4 separate regions of the Mus musculus genome follow, and regions 1, 3 and 4 are each linked to region 2. A link is a contact called in public promoter capture Hi-C data. All regions are on one chromosome and are shown on one strand. The core of a region is the stretch at or near the end of the contact, and the rest is flanking DNA. Distances in the headings are between cores, read along the strand shown. Region 1 holds the start of Mon1a (MON1 homolog A, secretory traffciking associated). Region 2 holds the start of Tex264 (testis expressed gene 264). Region 3 holds the start of Atp2c1 (ATPase, Ca++-sequestering). Region 4 holds the start of Rbm5 (RNA binding motif protein 5).

The links. Promoter capture Hi-C pulls out the DNA fragments that hold promoters and counts their contacts.
Region 1: a promoter capture Hi-C map of pre-B cells shows a contact between it and region 2, with 2.7 times the contacts expected there. The contact joins the promoter of Mon1a here to the promoter of Tex264 in region 2.
Region 3: a promoter capture Hi-C map of liver shows a contact between it and region 2, with 2.8 times the contacts expected there. The contact joins the promoter of Atp2c1 here to the promoter of Tex264 in region 2. A contact is called at or near these places in 3 of 39 promoter capture datasets (hippocampal neurons and liver).
Region 4: a contact with region 2 is called in a promoter capture Hi-C map of pre-B cells, with 2.6 times the contacts expected there. The contact joins the promoter of Rbm5 here to the promoter of Tex264 in region 2. A contact is called at or near these places in 3 of 39 promoter capture datasets (hippocampal neurons, liver and pre-B cells) and 2 of 115 datasets of contacts at active chromatin or transcription factors (both in embryonic stem cells).

The regions. Positions count from the first base shown.
Region 1 is chr9:107,886,022-107,889,615 of GRCm38.p6, forward strand. It overlaps Mon1a (MON1 homolog A, secretory traffciking associated), which reads left to right and starts at 2,108. Exons shown (of 6, transcript NM_028369.3): 1 at 2,108-2,381.
Region 2 is chr9:106,684,567-106,687,688 of GRCm38.p6, forward strand. Tex264 (testis expressed gene 264) reads right to left here and starts at 1,386. Exons shown (of 6, transcript NM_001081654.2): 1 at 1,269-1,386; 2 at 363-429.
Region 3 is chr9:105,519,451-105,522,542 of GRCm38.p6, forward strand. Atp2c1 (ATPase, Ca++-sequestering) reads right to left here and starts at 1,807. Exons shown (of 27, transcript NM_001253831.1): 1 at 1,590-1,807. The coding sequence starts at 1,697.
Region 4 is chr9:107,769,014-107,772,490 of GRCm38.p6, forward strand. Rbm5 (RNA binding motif protein 5) reads right to left here and starts at 1,989. Exons shown (of 25, transcript NM_148930.3): 1 at 1,872-1,989; 2 at 548-613. The coding sequence starts at 564.

The DNA of each region.
Region 1 (3,594 bases), core at 858-3,357, 1.2 Mb after region 2:
CCTGGCTGTCCTGGAACTCACTCTGTAGACCAGGCTGGCCTCGAACTCAGAAGTCCGCCTGCCTCTGCCTCCCAAGTGCTAGGATTAAAGGCATGCACCACCACGCCCGGCTAAGTGCTTGTTATACAAGCATGAGCAGTACCTAGGGAGATGCCAAACACAGAGGTGGGAATCTCTAACCTCAGTGTTGGGGCTACAGAGACAGGTGGATCTCTGGAGCTTGCTGGCCAAGGCAGTCTAGTCAACCAGTGAACTCCAGGCTCCATGAGACCTAAAAGTGGGACAATGTCAAGGAAGTTTTAGTTTCCTTCTGCTGCTGTGCTAGAACATTCTGACCAAAGGCAACTGAGGGGAGGAGAGGACTGATTTCAGCTCACAGGCCACAGTTGATCCTTAAGGAAACTCAGCACAGGAACTTTTGAAGCAGAAACCAGGAAGGAACCCATGTTGCTTGCTGGCTCACTCAAGCTGAGTAGCCCAGGACCACCTGCCCAGGGAATAACACTAATTGCAATGAGCTGGGCACTCCTGCATCAATTAACAACTGAAACAATTCCCCACAGACACTGTGTCAAGTTGAGAACTGAAGCTGATTAGAACAACACCCAACGTAAGATGTGCACACACACCCCTGCACATATTCCCATACATATTTGCACATACATGAACACAGAACATACATATGCACACAAAAGAAGACCTCGAACTCAGAAATCTGCCTGCCTCTGCCTCCCAAGTGCTGGGATTAAAGGGGTGAGCCATCACCGCCCTGCTCAAAAATTCTTACTTTAGACTCGTATAGTGAAATAATATGAAATGAAGTATATAGGGAAAACTTGTATAAATTATATTTGCTTCAAGGTAGGAACCTGGAAGCCAGAGCAAGCAAAGAGAGGAAATCCTGAAAGACCTATGGAGACTTGGAGAAGTTCCACTCCCCTTCTCAGTCTCCACTGCAAAGGAACGAACTCCCTCTCACATGGGACGCTTCCCTTACCCAGCATTTAAGGGTCTGGTAACCCTGTGGAAACTATCTCCAGGAAAAGGTCACAGGTTGTCATCATGTCAGTCACACATATGCCAGTATTATGGAGCCAGATTTCAAATTTGCATGGGAGAGAGGGAGGGAGGGAGAGAGAGAGAGAAAGAGAGAGAGAGAGCACACATATGCCAGTATTATGGAGCCAGATTTCAAATTCGCATGGGAGAGAGGGAGGGAGGGAGGGAGAGAGAGAGAGAGAGAGAGAGAGAGAGAGAGAGAGAGAGAGAAGAGAAGAGAGAGAAGAGAGAGATCCCCAACTTCTCCGACCTCCTTAGGGAGCCTGTCAAACTGCAAGGAAAAGTCAGAGGTTTTTGACTTTGTCCTTTATCTCAGAACTATTGGGATGACTAACCATGAAGCTTGAAAAGTAAGCAAATTGCTTCAGATAAAATATAAGTAATACTAGCCATTCCCTAATTTTGCTTCTTCAAACTATTCACCAGAAATAAGGGCTGCTGGGAAAACTTGTTTTCCTGTTTTTATTACTTTGTGTCTAGGAAATTATAAGCAGTGGTTCCTTGCCCTTAGAAATCACCCAGGAGCTTTTTCAAACAACTCCGATGCCTCGTACCTCACATTCATCCCATTAAGTAAAAATCTATAGGATAGTGTCCAGGCATTAATGTTTTTTTAAAAGCTCCCCGGGTCAGTTTATGTGAATTGTTGAGAATTGTGCTTTCTATTGCCTTAAAATAATATACTGTGACCAGACTTAAGGTCTTTTTAAGCAACAATTTTTGAGTCTTTTCAACACGTCCGCGTCTTGTACAGTCTATGTGGTTGTGCTCACTAGTGGCATTTATCCAGCTCCCTAAACTTATCATCTTTCCATGATCGGTGGGGAAATACTGACGTTCGTTCTGGTCCCTTAAAGTAAACATCTAGTGGGTGTTTGGGGGGAAGGGTAGAGGACCCGCCTCTAAGACACGGAAGAAGGCGGTGCCAGGTGAGGCAACCCGGGTCCTAGGTCAGACCCCGCCTCTGGCATCGCCAGGCTCGGGAGCCCGGAACCGCTCCCGCAGCTTTAAGGCTGCGGAGAGTTACGGACTACATTTCCCACAATGCACACAGGGGCGGGCTGGGGCTGGCCAAGAGGCTGGAACCGGGCCTCCGCCACCAGAGGCCGGTGAAAGCTGTCTTCCTGCGCCGGTGGCCGGTTAAGGGTCGGCAGGAGAGATCGGTTCCTCCGCTGTGGCCATGTCTGTATCCTCCAGGGGCGGTAGCCCCGCGAAGTTGCACTCTGAGGCCAGGCACTGCTGGACACTTATATCTCCCCAGGGGTCTGGCAGAGGGCAGTGACTGGTACCCTCGGTAGGTCCTGTGTTTCCCCAAGAAACAGGTGAGTTCGACTGCTAACCCACGTGGCCTGGGGGCGGCGAGAGGCGGGCAAGCTGTCATCTTTAGAGGGAGGGGCTTGAAAACTAGGGGGGGGGGGTGTCCCGGCCATCTACTGCCCCGATAGGGGTACTGCGGCTCTTTGGGGTCCTTTAGCCGGCTGGTCCCAGCTAGGCACTAAGAAAGATGAGGCGAGAACTCATCCTTTGGCCGGGAGAGCAATGTCCCATAGGCAGCAGACACCAACCCCCAATTCGGACATATTCGGCCCACAGAGTTCTCTTTAAAAGGAGGATGGTGGAGCGAGGCAGGCAGGTCTGAAAGGGTGAGCCAACCCTTTCTAGGTAGAGTTTGCTTGGGAACTGTGAGCAGCCTTTGTCAGGAAGGGGAGTGGCCTCTAGAGGTGACAAGGAACTAGGCTCATTGTAGATCCTGGAGGCATCCTGCTGAAGCAGCCACATCACAGTCCCAATTGAGCCCTGACTGTCAGACTTTCTGAGTCGTCCTCCCAAGTGGACCAAAGGGGTCAAGATCAAATTTGAAGCGCTGTTAGAACAGGAAAAAAGATCAAGGTTGTTTGAAGCTAGTAAGGAGGGGCTTTTGCAAGACCCTCCTCTCTCAGGAGCAATCTGAAGGAGGGAGGCGCATTGGAAGGAGGGACAGCATCAGCTTTTTGTTTGTTTGTTTGTTTTTGTTCTTGGTGATTTTGTTCATAGGCTCTGCTAGAGGCTTCTAGGAAAAGTTGCATGCCCTGGGAGCACTTAGAGGAACTGCCTAAAAAGTGTTCCTGTAGAGACCACTGGAGCTGTTCTCAGACACCTCCCTTGCATAACGGCTCAGGACCAGCTTTTCCAGGAGCACTTGCTGCAGAAATCAAAGTCTATTGGAGGTGGGAGGTGGGCTTTATCTGCTCCACTCAGCCTTCTTGCCTGAGTGTGTGGGTATCCAGAAAACGGTTCGCTTCACCAGGCCTTCTGGTTGGAACCCCAGACTGACCTTGGAGAGGATAAAAATGCTATATGATCTCACATAGAAGGAGAACTTTTGTGGAAAAAAAAAAAAAAAAAAGCACCGGCTAGCTCTAGACAGCTGGCCCTGCTCCGTTCCCTGTGCAGGTCCTATGCTGGGGACACTCAGGAACACTGGATTTATTTAACCCTCAGAAGCACAAAAAGTGTCCTGAAGGAGCATGTTGTCAGGACGGCATAGCTGGTGTA
Region 2 (3,122 bases), core at 136-2,635:
GAGCCACCTGGACCAAAACACAGGCCATGGGAACCCAACAGTCTAACCGCCGTTCACTGACAGTTTTTCCCTCCTCTGGTTTCCAAAAAGGCACTTCATCTTTTGGCCCTCGCTTATCTCAAGGCTAGAAGCTCTCAATATCTAGGCCATAGCCTGTCTTGGGAGTGACAAGCACTGCCACACACTTCTGTTTAAGGGAACTTAGCTCCCAACCTGTCTCTTCCTTCCACTTCGCAAACTGTTCAGAAAAAGGGGGCTATGTTTCTGCCCATCCCCAGAGCTTTGGTCAGCCAAGGAAGAAGTAAGGCAAATTTCCCCACACCCAATAGAGAAAGGCGAGGACAGGGGATGGGAAGGCTCACCGAAAAAGTCAGGCTCACTTTTAGCAACTCATAGCATCCAGTCCAGCAGGGCTCCAGTACTCCGGCGCTAGGGGGGCAGAAAGGAACAGTCATCCCAGCCCTAGACACAGGCAGTGAGCAAAGCAGGCCCTGAGTAACCCTGTTCCAGGGAAAGCCCACAGAACGGGGACCCGTCTACAAACGCGCCAACCCCACCCTCAGATCGCGCGGGGGGGGGGGGGGAGTCAGGCCAAGTCCAGCTTCACAACGTCATGCCTATGATCTTCACTGGGCCCGACTACCACACTTGGCGCCAACGCAACCCCTGCTGCTGACCTTGGGCAGCGTGTGCCCTCTCTTGGGCCTCAGTTTCCACTAATGTCAGAGGTGCAGGGTAGAGATGACTTCCTTGGCCCGCAAGCGTCGGAGTAGGGACTAGGCGCAGGCTTCCGGAGGCCGCTCACGTGCGCTCTGCGGAGGGCCGGGCCCTTAAAGGGACCTGCGCCGGCGAACTTGGGTGCTAGCAGCCGGGGGGCCTTGGGGTCGCCGCTTCGTGCTGTCGGCTTCCTGCCGCCCCGGCTCGCTTCACGGCCTCCTGCACCTCTGCAACTTCAGACACGCTAAAGTTTGGAGCGGCGACGCGACGCGCGGCCACAGGCAGCGCTGCTGAAAGGTGAGGGCCCCGCCCGTTCCCCTCTAGTCCCACGGACCCCGGACGTTCCCGCACCCAGCACCGAGGCAGGATCCGCGCCGAGAGGTCAGGACCGCCTCCCCGTCGCTTTCAGGCCCGGGAAGCAGGCTGGGCCAGCAGTGAGTCAGACGCGGGGCAGAGGGCGGCTCAGGCCGCGGGGAGCAGGCGGGAGGGGATGAGGGGGAGCCCCGGCAGACACCCCGTCGGGAACGCCTCGCCTCTGGCCCCGCCCTCACCTCAGCGGCGGCCCCACGGACGCGGACGGGCGCCGGAGGAAGATAGGGGCTCAGTCGTGGAGCCTGTGTGCGCTTGCCCCTCGCGCTCGCTCCGCCCCTTTCGCGGCGGGACGTGACCGTGGCTGTGGGCGCGTGCGCTCCAGATTTGGAGGGCGGAGGCCTGCCCCGCCCCGTCTCCTTGGTAACATGCACGCCTCCCCCGCCGCCTCCCCCCCCCCCAGCTGGGTTGGGCCCACAACACACATTCCTGCTTCCAATGAAGGGGAACTCCTGAAGGTGATCAAGCAACAACCAACCAATACCCCAAGGTATCCTGGCCGACAGGGAGGGAAGGGAAGGCGCAGGGGTGAAGGCGGGCTCCAAGCACCGGGAAAGTCAGCCTGTTTGCCTGCTCCAGAAGCCCAGGAAGCCAAAGCGGGACTGAATAGTGTTTGTGCATTTTAGAGAGGATCCGCACAGCAATGTCGGCCTCTTACTAACTGAACCAGTCTTACTCTCGCCACCTTCCCTCAGAACCTTCTCAAGTCTGGCCGCTTGCTCAGGTCTTAACAGCTGAGGAAGCTATGGATAAACAAAAGATGCTCTGAACAATCTCTGGAGAATGCAAATTTAAGTGTCTTCACTCAGCCACCCATCAGGGATTCTCTGAGCATAGGGACGACCATCCCTCCATCCAACCTTTATTATGGAAACACTGAGTGAACCAAATGAAAGCCTTGGCCTCCGGAAGTTCACTCCAGGGAACACCTCTTTTCAAAGCTTCTACTTCACAGCCCTGGCTGTGGTTGCTGGGAGTTTCTACTAAGTTAATATAACTTAGGTAACTCCCAAGTCAAGGGTAAGCTCCTTCAATACAGGTTCAATCTTGAGCTAGGATCTGATGACCTATGAATCTCAAAGCACTGTACTGAGGGCACCTCCTGAGACGCCCAGATCTATGCTGGAAGTGAGGAAGGCCACTATGCTTGTAAACTTGGCTGTTTATAAATCTTGATGCCAGACAGGCTGGGCCAAGGACTATATTAGTACTTCTGACAAGATTGCTTTATGGAAAGTTGATCACCCAAAGAGCATATAAGATGACTTTGGAAAAAGCCAGCAGCCATGGGGTAACATGTGATCTTGAATGTCATCCACAAGACAAATGTCCCAATGCTGTAGACAGGCTGGTAAGAAAAAGCAGCTAGCTACTCAAAAGTCTTCAAAGTAGAGAGGGCAGGAAAGTCATTATAGCTATTTTACCGTGAACATCAAACATGGTAATGATTGGCTGCTTCGGGCAGGTGGGCTGTACACTAGATAGGGTTCTTGAGACACGAAGGGCACATGGCCCAGGTTCAGAGCACATGTTAATTCTGTCTCTCTGAAACTCATTAGCCTGTGTCAGGAAATGACTGTCAGGAGACACTCTTTCTTCATCCTGCTGTCTTGGCTCACTTCCCTTAGCCTGGGTGGGAACTCTAGAACTCAGTATCAGAGTTGCAGGTATGCCTGAGGAATGTCAGCACTCTATTGTAGGAGAGCCTGCAACTGGGAATCAGCCCACCAGACTTCATCTCCCAGTGCTTCCAACAATGCCGGCTATCAAGTGACCACCAGGGGGCAACAGACTCCTTGGCAAGGCCCTTTGTACACTCCTACCAGGTCTGAGACCGGCTCACCTTACATTCCCAGACCTCTCTCAATAGCACAGACCCCACTTAGTGTAAGCCCAGACTTAACCTTCCTCTTTCCCAGTAATCACCAACTGAGGTGCTTTAGTTCTGTGTAGACTGCCAGAGGGTATGTCCCCGGGGCGGCTCCTCTTAAACTTGCGGGGTTAGAGGGAACTGTCCATTTCCTCCCCTCCTCCCA
Region 3 (3,092 bases), core at 557-3,056, 1.2 Mb before region 2:
CACAGCACACACACATGCTCATATGTGCATATGCCACATACTCTTCATACACACATACAGTATACACACACACATAACTTAATAAATAAATAAATAATAAAACAGGCTTCCAAAAAAAAAAAAAAAGCCCACAGGATTATTTAAGCAACACAGCCACAAGCCACCTCTCTCCACACATTGCTCAGAAAAGGGAAGAAATCCGTGCCCATCCCCCACGGTCATCTTGTCAGTCATTCTTTCCCCCTCCCCTGTGGAAAAAGCCTGTGACATAGCTCCTGGGGTAAACAAAGACTCTGGGCACCACCATGTGGTTCTCCCATTTTCTACTTCAAAACCAAGGCATGCCGAGAGGAGACAGAAATGTTTCTCACCGAGTGTTACCCTGAAACTGAGCGAGAGGTAAATGGGGCAACCTAGCTCCCTTAATGCAGAGAGCCTGAGTCTCTAGCACTAGTCAAAATCATTTAAGATTTTAAGATGCAGTTTCCTTGATAATCCTAATGATCTGTCAGGTATTTTGTTTTTTGGTTTTTGTTTTTTTTTTTTTTTTTCAAATGAGGCATGAGCTTTGGGGAAAAGGGGTCACCAAAGGGTTTCCTTCTGCTGCCCTCTGCTTCCATTTCTGGGAAGCCTCTTACTAACTGGGTCATTTTCTACCACGGAGGAAAAAAGAACAGGACACTGGCAATATCTGTCGCCTGGCTCTGCCGTTCTAGAGAGAGCACAGGGCAGAGCGCTTGTGGCTGGTCATCTTCTATGTGGTGACAGACCTGTCTTTCATATTTCTAGTCCGTTGCCAAGCTTCTAAATGAGCTCCTGGATTTAAATGGGCCACACATTGTTCTCTCTCTAATCCAGTGCAATTACGAAAGCAGTTTTTAGATATCAATGTATAATGTAATCAATGTAATGAACACACATGTTTTTAAATGAAATAACCAGACATTTTAAACAGGCTTATTAAGATGCGTCTATACCCACATGCTAGAACTTCCTGTTGGAAACTGTAGCTTTCAATTGGCTAAAAGGATTAATAATTATTGTGCTCTGTCCCCTATGCACCACATATAAGAATCACCTATTATATCCAAATGATCTTATCAGCCCACTAATGATCTGATTATAGCCACACAGATAACCTTCATTTTGCAAATCCTAGTGACATTAAAATAATCACAGAAACATGCAAGAAAATAAGTGTGTTTCTAGGGTATACTGCTTCATCTATTGAGCTACGAACGGTTTCAGAATTTGTCTTCGAAACACTGAAAAAATGATCAAAGTATCAAAGAGTCACCTCCGTAGTATGGTAGGTTCATCTAGATAACGGAAGAAAGCAAAATAAGTGTCAAACACACACACCCAGAACATTTGCATAATTTATCTCAGGACCCAAACGTTCCACAGCCAAGTAACCCCTCACAAGCGGCAGGCTCCTCTGACTGCCAAGCTCGAGTAACTACAGGCTGGATCTGACCTCTGCCTATGAACACCAGTAAGCCAGCAGAGAAACATTCCCCAAGCTTCGACAGGCCACACCCAGAAATAAGCACCAGTTATTTTTAAAGTTAGCACAAACAAAATAGTACCTGCTCTTCGGCCCTTTGGCTTCTCAGCGTTGATAAATATTTCCGAATAGAGTGGAGAGGATACTTTTTCAAGTAAGAAAATCCGGACGGAGGCAATAAGTTCTCCATACTGAGGGGAAACCCGAGGGTCCTTGTCTGCCCCTCCCTGACAGCGACCAAATGCGACCTAGACACTTAGTCTCTGCTGCCTAGCCGCTCCTTTGAAGTGCCACCACTTTGCTGCAAACCGAGCAGGTGTCAATCTTATAGCTCCCCCTTTGAGTGGAAGTTCCTAGAGACAGCTGAGGGAGGCGGGTCATCTAGAAACCTCCAGAACTGCAATGCCCAGGAGCCAGAGGCAGGAAGAAGTTCAGGGCTGGCCCGAAGAATGTAAACAGCCCAGCGATAGCGATATGACTGACTGTCCTATTTTGAGCAGCAAGGCTCTGTTGCAAGCGATGTTAATATTAGCTAGCGGGTGACTTTCCATACCCACGGACTCTCGTGAGGTTTAATTTTAATTCTTCCGACAGTATTTCTGGTGATTCTTTCTTTCTTTCTTTCTTTCTTTCTTTCTTTCTTTCTTTCTTTCTTTCTTTCTTTCTTTCTTTCTAAGAGGGCATGACATGAGGTTTTCCCAGTTTCCTTTGAGCTTTCTTGTCATTACCAACACACACTAACAACCTTCAACTGAGCCTCCGCTCAAAAGTGTCAATTCATTTCAGCCTTGAGAAACGCTGTTTTAGAGTTCTTATTTTATTATTTTTATTCATCTCTCATATGTTACATCCTGACCACAGTTTCTCCTCTCCTCCCAGCTCCTCCACCCACACATTCCTCCTCCCCACTCCCCAGGAGGAGGAAAAGGGTCCCACACATAGGCAAAAGAGTCTGGGACAGACCCAGCTCTCAATGTTAGCATTTCCACATGAACCCGGAGCTACTCAGCCATAACATACATGCAGAGGACTTGGGGCAGACCCCTGCAGGCTTCCTGGTCTCTGCAAGTTCCCATGAGTGTATTGATTCTGTGGACCCTGTTAGAAGACTAGCACTGTTTGAAAACTAAGCAAATCACACACACACACACACACACTCACACACAGACACCACCCCTTCATGGACATTATGGGGTTGGCCAGCTCTGTGGACATTCATTGAGTTCTGTGGTGCATTGTGCTACGTGCCAGTAACCAGACACTTTGCATTTATTGGGCAATGGCTGCAAACAGATTCTTTTCTGAGTTAAAAGGCTTCTTGCCTTGAATCCTTATCGCAAAGCCACAGGCTGAACTCAGAACCATTAAATTTCCCCGAGGCTTTCTCCTGAGTATCTGTGAGAGGAACTGTTACAAGCACACTTCTAACTACTATAAAAAGGATTCATGCCTTCAAAAGAGGAAAAAGGGGTGGTGGGGGCAGGGGGGTAAAGAAGAACACAACAAGAGATCTGTTGTGTTAAAGGATATGAAATTATACATTTGAAAGTTCATTTTCTTTGGGATCTATAGAGGTCACAGGGTT
Region 4 (3,477 bases), core at 739-3,238, 1.1 Mb after region 2:
TAGGGAATAACAAGGATTGGCACTCACTCACTGCTTCTCAAGCAGGCTTTGAATAGCTCCTGCCCACAGCTGGAACTTTCCATGGCCTACTCCACACTGCTTTCCTTAACCTAGTTCTTAGCCTTTGGACTGCACCTCCGACAATACTTTCCCCAAGACACTTCCCTTTCTCCTCATGTGTCCAGACAGTACTTTACATTTTTTATCCTAACTGTTAACTCTCACTAGACTGAAGCTTGTGAGAACAGAATCATGAAAGTAGTCATTTGGAACACTTGAAACACAATAGACATTTAAATATTCATTTGCAAAATAAATAATTTATTACTGTTGTTGCTTTGTTTTGTTTTTGTTTTTCCTTTTTTGAGACAGGCCTTCTCTATGTAGCCCTGGCTGGCCTTGAACTCAGTGAGATTTGCCTGTCTCTGCGGGGATTAAAACCTGTAAGCTGCCATCACCACACAGGGCTGAATAAACAATTTTAAACAAATATTTCAGTCCCAACTAAGCTGTTGAGATCAAAGGCATGTCATGTATTGAAACTCACCTTTTGTCTGAACCCATCGTCTCACGGAAGAGCTAGCACACTGCTTCAAAAGGCTTAAATTTTCCCCTAGGGGTGGGAAAGAGAAAAATTGCAAATTTCAGAGATCACTTAATTCAAGAACCCTACAAACTGGGATAGAAACTGTGGCTAATACTTAACAATGACTAAAAAGAGGAAGGAAAAGGAGGCTGTCAACACTAAGTCATAATTGTGTTAAGAAGCAGGAAGATGAAGGTCACTTTAACATATTAAGATCATATATTCAATAAGAAACTCAAGAAGGGTGAAGGCTTTAGACACCTTGGACACTCCCACTACAATTACAAAGCAAAAAGCTCCTGATTTTCATAACCAAAGCAACGCTATTTATTGAGATGGACAATGATTAAAGCATTCATCCAACTGTCTTCGTTAATATAAAATTCAACACTAAAATTGTAACACGATCTCAAATTTTTCTGACAAAAACTTAGAAGCTGGAATGCTGATCTGATTGAAATTTACATATATAACACATCGCCTGATCTCAATTTATTTCAGTAAGACAAGACCAAACCTTGACTCGGCTTAATATCTGTGTATCAATAACACCTATGTCTTGGACCAGCCCTGATCGACAACAGGCCACCGAGTGACCCACAGCCTTTCCCCGGCCGATTGGCCGTAATAAAACATCACACAGCTATGATGCCTGTGATGTCCCAGAAACTATAGTTACTGCCATTTCTAGAATCTGGTCTTTTAAAGCAAGCACTTAACAAACATTCGTTGACTTAAAAAATAAGAGACATCTAGTGGGTCAAGTTCCGGGGTCGAACGGCTACGGCTGTCCCTTGTTTTCGCCCGAGATGCCCGCACCCACCTCCCAGGGAGGTTGCCCATGCCCACCTCCGCGGGGTATCGCAGCCGAGATGGCGGCGCAACTGAATCCGGCATTCAGTCCATCTTTCTTATCTTCCATCCATCCCTCCCCACACCCATTCCCAACCACCTTTCGCACAGCGAGATTCAGTTGGAGACTCAGGGCGATGATGGCTTAAGAGACTGCCAGGCGCTCCACAGCTCCGCACGACAGGGGATTCGGGACAACGTCCCAGCAAGAGACAAACAACTCCAAAGAGGCGGGTCGAGGACCGGGCTAGGGGGCAACCTATGAAAGCCAGCAGAGCCAGAGGCGAGGAGGGGCGCGGCCCTCAAGCGCTTGCTTAGTTTAGTCTCTTCAAAGACTCGGCTGAGCGGTCACCTCTGGCGGCTGACAGGCAGACTTAAGGGACAGCACCAATTGCAAAATCACTGGGGTGTAATGGACGGCAGCCGCACTCACCCCCACAGAGGGAACAAAGCAGGAGCAGTAGCGGCTCTGCGCCCCAGAACCTCCTACAAGGTTCGGCCGCTCCACAAAATGGCGTCTCCACCGACCGTCTTCTCCTACCCACAGTCCCTCGCGCGTCGACCTTCCCCCACCTCCCATCCTACCCGCCTCTCCAGAGGCGTCCAATCAGCGAGGGTGCCGGTCTGCGCGAGGGCTGCCGGGAAGTGTGGTCGCCCAGGCAGCCTGTCACTATACCCTGCGTTAATTTTTTTGCGTATTTCATCTGCTCCATGACAAAGCTGCCATTCAGCTTCTGAGAACCCGGATGTGAACTTTACCAGCGCTTGACACACTGTAAAACGTATAATCCAGTTCGTAGAGAAGGCATACTACGGATTACTTCCCTAGTCGTTTTACAAACATACAGAGCTAATAATTCGGTAAACTGGAAACTGAACTAGCTTGTTTTCAGAAGCCATGCCAGCACTAGAATATGAACTCCAGAACAATAGGGATATTTTGTTGTAAGACCCTGCCACAAGCAAACAAAACAACAATAAAACCAAGCCTGTGAGATAGCCTCATCAGGTAAGGCTTACTGCCAAGCCTAAAACCCTGAGTTCCATCCCTGCAATTCACAGGATGGAAAGAGAACCACGCATGAGAGTAGTCTTCTGATGTGGCAAACATGGATGTGTGTTCAAATACACCAACAATAAGTAAATGCAAAGCAGCCCAAATTCAAACCAAATCATCACCCAACTACACATTAAAAAAAAAAATCCAACAAAACAGACAAAACCCTAGAGGTTCCCCCCCCCCCTCTCTCTGCTTTTTGTGGAGATATTGTCATCCAGTTGCCATAACTTGTCCTCTGCATATGTAGTTATTAGGGAGCAGATTTCCCTCATTTTTTTTTTTAATTTTTCTTCCCTTCCCTCCCTTTTGTTTTCTTTAGAAAGGGTCTCTATAGTTCTGGTTAGCCTGGAATTCACAATGTAGACTGACCAAGATCCATCTCCTTAGTGTGGGACTGTTTCTGACCCTCCAGTTTTCACCTCCTTCTGGGATTACAAGTCTGATAAGAATAACGGTGTGCAGGAATTAGGGTGACTGAAACTGGCTAGAAATGCCTGATAACACAGCTGAAGGAACACATACTCAACATCTTTCTTTTGTATCTATGTATTCTCAGTATACAATTATGTAAATGTTAAGATATGCCCAATTATGGTTGAGTATATATAACACACTTAACCGCAGAAAATATACATTTGTCTGCAGATCATAGAAACCACTTATAGCAGGGTGTGGTGATCCATGCCTATAATCCCAGAGGTAATTGGATCTCTGAGTTCAAGGCCAGCCTGGTCTAAAAAGGTGAGTTCCAGGAAAGCCAGGGTGATATAAAGAACTCACTCACTGGTTGCTGGGATTAAAGGTGAGCCACCATGCTGCCAATTCAATTTTAAACTCAAAAGCTACTCCCCTATCCCTAGACAGATTCCATCCAGGGATGAATGGCATCCTCTCAATTGTGTCTGTCTGTTGAGTAGAATTGTTTTTGTGAGTAGATGGACTATATATCCTAGGCTATCTGGTAGTCGATGTACCAAAG